Regions from separate parts of the Anas platyrhynchos genome. Here region 2 is linked to region 1. A link is a contact called in public Hi-C data. All regions are on one chromosome and are shown on one strand. The core of a region is the stretch at or near the end of the contact, and the rest is flanking DNA. Distances in the headings are between cores, read along the strand shown.

What was found. Hi-C and Micro-C count contacts between places; a contact is called where the count stands out from the background.
Region 2: a contact with region 1 is called in a Hi-C map of F1 follicle, with 2.8 times the contacts expected there. The contact joins two enhancer-like sites. A contact is called at or near these places in 5 of 8 Hi-C or Micro-C datasets (F1 follicle, liver, skeletal muscle and 2 more).

What each region holds. Positions count from the first base shown.
Region 1 is chr1:32,726,583-32,730,129 of IASCAAS_PekinDuck_T2T, forward strand. No RefSeq gene overlaps it. Among named protein-coding and RNA genes, the nearest start is that of SCAF11, 11 kb to the left of the region's middle. Within about 2 kb of position 2,214, at least 1 of the 8 cell types and tissues checked has an H3K27ac peak or open chromatin away from gene starts, as enhancers often do. A contact at or near this core is called in subcutaneous adipose tissue, where this site is marked.
Region 2 is chr1:32,794,010-32,797,345 of IASCAAS_PekinDuck_T2T, forward strand. No RefSeq gene overlaps it. Among named protein-coding and RNA genes, the nearest start is that of SLC38A1, 13 kb to the left of the region's middle. Within about 2 kb of position 1,677, at least 3 of the 8 cell types and tissues checked have an H3K27ac peak or open chromatin away from gene starts, as enhancers often do. A contact at or near this core is called in subcutaneous adipose tissue, where this site is marked.

The sequences.
Region 1 (3,547 bases), core at 964-3,463:
GCAGGCCCTCAGGAGCCCAGCAGCTCCAGCCCCTGCCCAAGCAGGGACACCCAGAGCAGGCTGCCCAGGGTGGCTTTGGAAGATCTCCAAGCCTCTCCTCATGGGAGAGGTGCTCCAGTCCATCATCTCACAGCCCTTCATGGACTCCCCCCAGTATGCCCATGTCTCTGTTGTAATGGGGAGCGCAGAAGTGGGCCCAGCATTGCAGGTGAGCCTCACCAGTGCTTGGCAGAGGGGAAGGATCACCTCCCTCAGCCTGCAGGTGATACTTTGCCTCACCCAGCCCAGAACACCGTTAGCCTTCTGGGCAGCAAGGACAAGCTGCTGGCTCATGTTCACCAGGACCCTCAGGTCCTTTTCTGCTTTCGAACAAGTACAGGAAGAAAAGAAAAGAAACTGCTATCAGATTAGATGAGCTTCTTTATAAATTTCCAAACTGGTAGGCTGGAGAGCTAAGTAGATCGTATAAATGCCATCCTCACAGGTTAGTGAGAAGGAAATGTTACAAAGTTTTAATAAAACAGAAAGCCACATTTCTGCTGAGGGAGAACATTATACATTTTGTGGCTGTTAATAACATTAAGCTGCTATGGGGAGTCAGTAGGGACTTGCTCAGTCTGACATTAAATGTGTGGCAGAGTCCATACCTTAGGTGTGACAGACCTTGTGTTTCAAGTGCTGGAGCACGCTGCTCAAAGGGAATGTTTTAAGCACGTAGTGTAAGGGTGATTATTTTTGCCTACCAATCTCTTCCAGCTGCTTTAAAGCCCATAATGGAAGTGCTAAAGAGACTCCAAATACAGTTTTGTACCTTTTTAACAAAAATGAGATCCAGCACCAAGACTGCACATCTCCAGCAGAGGCAGGCTGGACACTCTGCGTTCAGCCCACTCCTCTGGAATAAGTCAGAGAGTTTGAAAATTTTCTATCCCTGTAAAAGCGATGTTTCCTTGATGTCATCTTCCCTGTCACAGCATCGACATACCAGCCCATGCAGGAGGCTAGTGGCGTGGTGGCCTGGAGGGCACTGCTGCCTGTGAGAGCAATTAATTTCTTGCTGACTGCCTTTCCAACAGGACTTCAAGAACGGATGAGGAACCACTGTAAAGGTGGTATAAATTTATCAGAAGGCAGCTGTTTGCTGCTGGGTGCTGTTTTTGTGGGGGGAGAGATGCGCAGTCCTGCAGCTGCCAAGCCACGCCACTTGTCCCCGAGGTGGCCGTGGAGCTGGCTGAGCCCTTGGGCATGCGAGCGCCAGGAGGACAGCTCCGGGGAGCCAGCTTGCAAGCGGCCACACTGCCTCTGGGGAACGCTGCCTGGAGTGGCAGTGTTTGGGGATTTTTAAATTAGCTTTAGCAAAGCAGATTTATGATCTTTAGAGGGAAAATGCAGATTTTTCAATAGTCTGTGGACTGGCAAATCTTGAAAATTTTAAATAGAAACAAAAACTGTTTGCATTCTAGCCACTATTGCCCATATTTCCCCAAGCTTTAATTGCTTAGATAATTGTGGGAAAAGATGTGAAATCCTCTTTGAATAGGGCTTTTTCTCCAAATGAGTGCCAGGATGAGCGCTTGGAAACCCCCTTCAGTCAACCTTCCTGGGTCAGCTCCTGCAAAGCAGTCCCCAGGCAGCTAAGGACATGACTCACATTACAGCAGCTGCAGAGTAACTGAGCTAGCCACATGGTGGAGCCAGTTTTGGGGAGAGGAAGGTCAAAACATCCCGAAAGGTGCTGCTGGCGTTAGGAGAAGAGATGTTGCCCCCCCGGGCTGCTTGTGCTCTCGCAGACAGAAGCGAGCAGCAGGCCTGCACACAGAGAATGGGCCCAGTTTTCAGCAGGGGAGGGATTTAGCAAATGTAAATAGGAGGGCTTGGATGCCAGTGGGCACAGGACCCCAACCACAGACCCAACAAAACCGTAAGATTTGTGAACTTTTTTTTCATTTTCTTGGTGCATGAACACCATGGCTAATTTCCACCTGGAAAGTATTTCCACAGGACTTAAGACACAGAGCAAGGATGTGCTTGTGACAGTTTCTACAACCACCATTCTCTGTGACCACGAAGCATCTGGCCTGCAGCATCGCGTGTTCCCAGCAGGAGCAGATGGCTGCAGCAGCTTTTTGGGGGTAATTTCCACATTCACTGGGGGAAAATCCTCCCAAGGCTGCTGGTTCTCAGGCAAGCAGCACGGAGCCGCCGTTTGGAGGCTGGGCCCGCAGGTGGCAGCACGGCACCATCGCAGAGTCGGAGAATGGCTCGGGATGGAAGGGACCTCAAAGATCATCTCTTTCCAACCCCCTGCCATGGGCAGGGATGCCACCCACCACATCAGGTTGCCCAGGGCCTCATCCAGCCTGGCCTTGAACACCTCCAGTGCTGCAGGCACCGCGCTCCTTTCTGCAATTGCCCATCTCTGTCTTTCCCCTCGAGGTAACCATGTATTCACACCCCTGTCCCAACCAGACACTTCATTTTAAGGGAGCAACACTTGTTTCTGCTGAAGTCTCATTCCAGTTATCCTTTTTTATTTTTTATTTTTTTATTTTTTAGAGAGAGGGCTTTTTTAGAGAGAGGACTAAAGGGCTGCGAGCCGTGAGTGAGCACAATGGGCATCCCTTAGGGAAAGGGAGTAGCGGAGATGTTGTTAGTTCCTATTGAGGGGCGATGCCAAAACTTCACAGGATCGGGCTTTATATGACCGGACATATTTAGCATTTCAGCAGTACTGTAAATGAGGATGTGCCTTTTCCTGTGATTGTCAGCCTTTGATGGAACTCTTGGTATGTGGTGAATAATATTACAATACTGTACTTTCTTAAACGTAGAGGACATAACAAAGGCCCACCCACAAAGGTCAGATGGGTCTGACTCACTGTTGTTAAGAGTTATGAGACTTCCATTTATTATAACAATGACTTGTTTAAATAATGAAGTCAATGAGTTTCTTGCCTTTGTGGAAGTTGTCATTTTACTATGGAAGGGACAATGCAGAGTTTTGGAGTCCAGCTACAAACATGGGACAGATACTATTGGATTAGATGGTCATTTAAGATAAATTAAAGCCACTGATGGAAACAGTGGAATATTATTTACATTCACTAATTGTGTGTTTACTAGCTACCCCGTATATTTGGAAACAGAAATATGTCTTTAAAGTATGCTTGCTAATAACCAATAATCTTAGAAATTACATGAAGCAATAACACCATTAAAATTCAATATTGTTAGATATTTTGCTTTCTCATTTTATCACAGTGAATCACCTTAGACAAAAATTACAGTTCTCATTTTTATATCACTTTTACTCTCCAGAGCTCTTGGAAAAGCACAGTATAGGTCCACTGTATTTGTATCTACATTGCATTGGAACATTTATGGGGATCTCATCAGGAGAAAAAGAGCTTGAACCACCATCACAAATAGCAATGAAATCATTATTAATGAAAGAAATTAACAAAAAGCAATCTCTATTTTTTTTTTAAAGATAATCTTATGCATTTGAAAGCCATTTTTGTGTAATTAGGTTCCCAGTTTTACTGAT
Region 2 (3,336 bases), core at 427-2,926, 67 kb after region 1:
CAGGGCAGTCTTGGCATGGTTTGGTTTTGAGTATGTCCTTTGGGGCCAGGGGTCAGGCTGAGCATTTTCCTGCAAAGCAAGTCAGTTTTACCTCTTACATCTGTAGCATCAAAGCTCATCACTGCAAAAACTTTCCAGGATGGCAGAGAAGGGTTTTCTGGGGAGCGACACGCACCTGGCTGCATGTTCAATGTACATCTGGAGGAAGGAGGAGGAACCATGTGCACGTGAGATCTGGCCCTCCATGCTCTTCAGACAGGCTGTCTCCTTCATTTCACCAAACACTTAGATGCCAGTATTTGCTCCGTCAGCAGGAAAGAGCTCTGGCTTATGGTGATTTATTTTATTGCTTATGTTAATGTGCCGGTGGGATAGAAGATAGTCCTGTGGGCACTAAGGAACGGGAGTTAAGTAATGACTCAGGCTTCTCTTGGAGGCTGTCAGCATCTACCATTTTCTCCTGCCCTTTTTTTCACATGATTTCAAAATAATTTTAAATGATTTTTTAAATGAAAATTTATTAATTAAGCGGCTTTGCGGGCTGGGCTGGCTGGTGTTGAGTGCTTCCCACATTCTGTTATACGTACCTCCTTCAGGACTACTTCCACATTGCCCCTGCTCCCTCTAAGAGAAGACAGAGAGGCCAACAAATCTCGGTGGGATCACCTTGGGATATGGCTGCTGGTGGTGGCAGCTCCCACCTAGGGGCACAGCTCTGGTGTGGGGGGCCTGAGGCTGGGACCACCCTGTCCCATCGCCTGGCTGCTCCCCCTTTGACGGCAAACATCCCCATTTTTCTCTCGGACACCTCTCTTGTTGGTTGTCACACTGGCTGACACTGCAATATTTATCACTGAGTCATGCAAAAATTCCCCCTCTTGTGTAGTTTTATAAAATCCCATTGTAAAGCTATCATCTGGCAATGTTTGCTAGGCTGGGTGAAAAGGGCATATTTACTTCCTCTTGGAAATGAATTCTTTGCAGCCTCTGGGATCTTTACACGGGAAACTACGTAGCAAATGGAAAGTAAAGGCTTTTCTTTTTGGAAAAAGAAGTCCGGAGAAGTCTGCAAAACCTCATATGAGTATGAAAACTGAAAGTTTTTGGATGGCTGTGGTGGAGGGGAGAAGTGAAAGCCACAGCGTATTAGCCTGAAGAGAAAAAGAAATGAAACCAGGAATGATCTTGCAGAAGGGCGCCTCTAGCTTTATCTGTGTGCTGTTTGGCCGTGGGCAATAACTCATGGCCCACGGATGGGGACAGCACCCGTGTCATGGGCAAGGGAAAGGTCTGGTGGCACACGGCAATGCTGCTTAGTCAGGGAACAGCAGAATGGACAGAAAAAAAAATCACCCATAAAAGCATTTCAGATTCTGTATATTTCCTCTGTATTTATAAAAATTGGAAGGTGAATTAGTTACCAAAGGAGTTGTCGATGCCTTTTGCTAAAAGGGACAGTTTTCAGAAGGGTTTTACCCTACTTCAGACTTTCTGGATGACAAAGAGGGGAAGTGATTCTTTCCCACACTTAGCCATACACAAGTGAGAAAGAAAATACTCCAGAGGTTTAGCTCTGGTCAAGCCGCTGCTGGAAAATGCAGAAGAGAAGAAGACCGCTGCTGCCTGCCAAGCTGAAATTTGCAGGGGAGGATGGATGGATGTGCTAGCAGTTAGCCACACTCAGACATAATAACCGTCATAAGACTTCTCCACTGGGACCCGGAGATAAGCAGCATGTTGATCCAAGATAGGGATTGTTTAAATGGGTTGAGAAATTTAACCACAAGATGGAAACCAGCTCTGTTAAGTGCAGGAATAGGGAAGTGCTGTGTTTGACCTGCCATAATGGCTGGAAATCTGTGGCAGCGAGGAATAACATTTGTTTTATGTTAAACGACAGACTTGGTTTGGAAACACAGTTCATATGCTGGTGTCATCCAGCTGGTGACACGGACTGGGCTTTCCTTGCTCGTTCAGAAGAGCTTACTGCAGAATTTGGGGCTGGCTTCTGGGAAAAGGAGAGGCTGCTGCCTTTCTGCCTTATAGTGGATTTGGGGTTGAAATTGGCTGTTAAAGGTCTGATGGAGCCATGGAGGTGCAGTATGGTGTACACGAAATGAATGCTCTTGCAGAAGAACCAGAGGTGGAAGGCCAGCTAGCAGAGTGAGCACAGGCTTCAAAACATGCAATGTGCATTCAAATTGTGCTTCAAAAACATGCAATGTTGCATTTTGCCCATGCAATGGGCAAATCACGGACCTTTCTGGGATGGAGAAAAATAGTGTAGGTGTGAGTTTTTGTCTGGTTTGCTACAAGAGGGACTCGTGGGCTTCTCTTTCCCATTTGACCTCTTGTTGGCTTTCCAGGTGGGTCCAAGTGGATGAGAAGCCCAATGACTCCAAAGCATTTGGGGATACACACTGCACATCACTTTGCTCTGCTCCCCTTTGTTTGGCTGCAGTCTGAGCTCTTTGCAGAGGATGTGAAGAAAATGTAAGGGTCACCAAGAGGAGAGTTACAGAACCTACACTTCCTTTCCGAGACCCATAATGAATGATTATGGTATTGTTGGTACCTATCCAACATATATTATCTATCAATTTATGTTTTGCAACTGGAAAACCTTTAAAAAAATTAATATATGTAAAATAAAAAATATCACTTATAATTTAAATAACATTGTCGAGCTCAGTTGATGATGCCACCTAGTACAGAGATTACCTGACAGTTCTCTTACTGGAACGTATTTCTGTTCTTTGAAGTTTTATCTAGTTTCAGATATTCGTCCTGGCACTTTCTAGTACAAGAGACTGGGACAATGGACAGGACTTCTCGCCATGCCTAGGAAAGGTGGAAGCTGGGCTGTGGCAGGTGGTCGGGCAGGCAGTGGATGATGAGAGGAGGCAGCTCATGGAAGAACTGGGGGTGGTGGGACCAGGGAGCAGGCTGGGACTGGGCAAAGAGCGAGAGCGACGGAGCTGACACGAGCCGCCTTATGGCAGCCCAAACCAGGTGTGTGAGGACAGAAGCAAGAATGGGATGGGGAAGGGAATGGACTTGAGAGGAGGTGGGGTTTAGGCTGTCACATCTGAGGAACTGAAACCGTGATGTGAGGCTGGGGAAACAGGCACTGGACACTTCTGCACTGGAGGTGTGAGGGCATGTCCAAACGCCTGGGAGGACAGGACTGGGGGTCCCTCATGGCATCTGGGCTCCTTCCAGCACCAAAACCTGGACATACACCGCCTCTCTGCTTGTTTTCTCTAGAAGAGAAGCCCAGGCATGCTTATTAGAAGGGAGCAAGGCTGCTCTGCAACAGGAACACAAGCTAAGTAA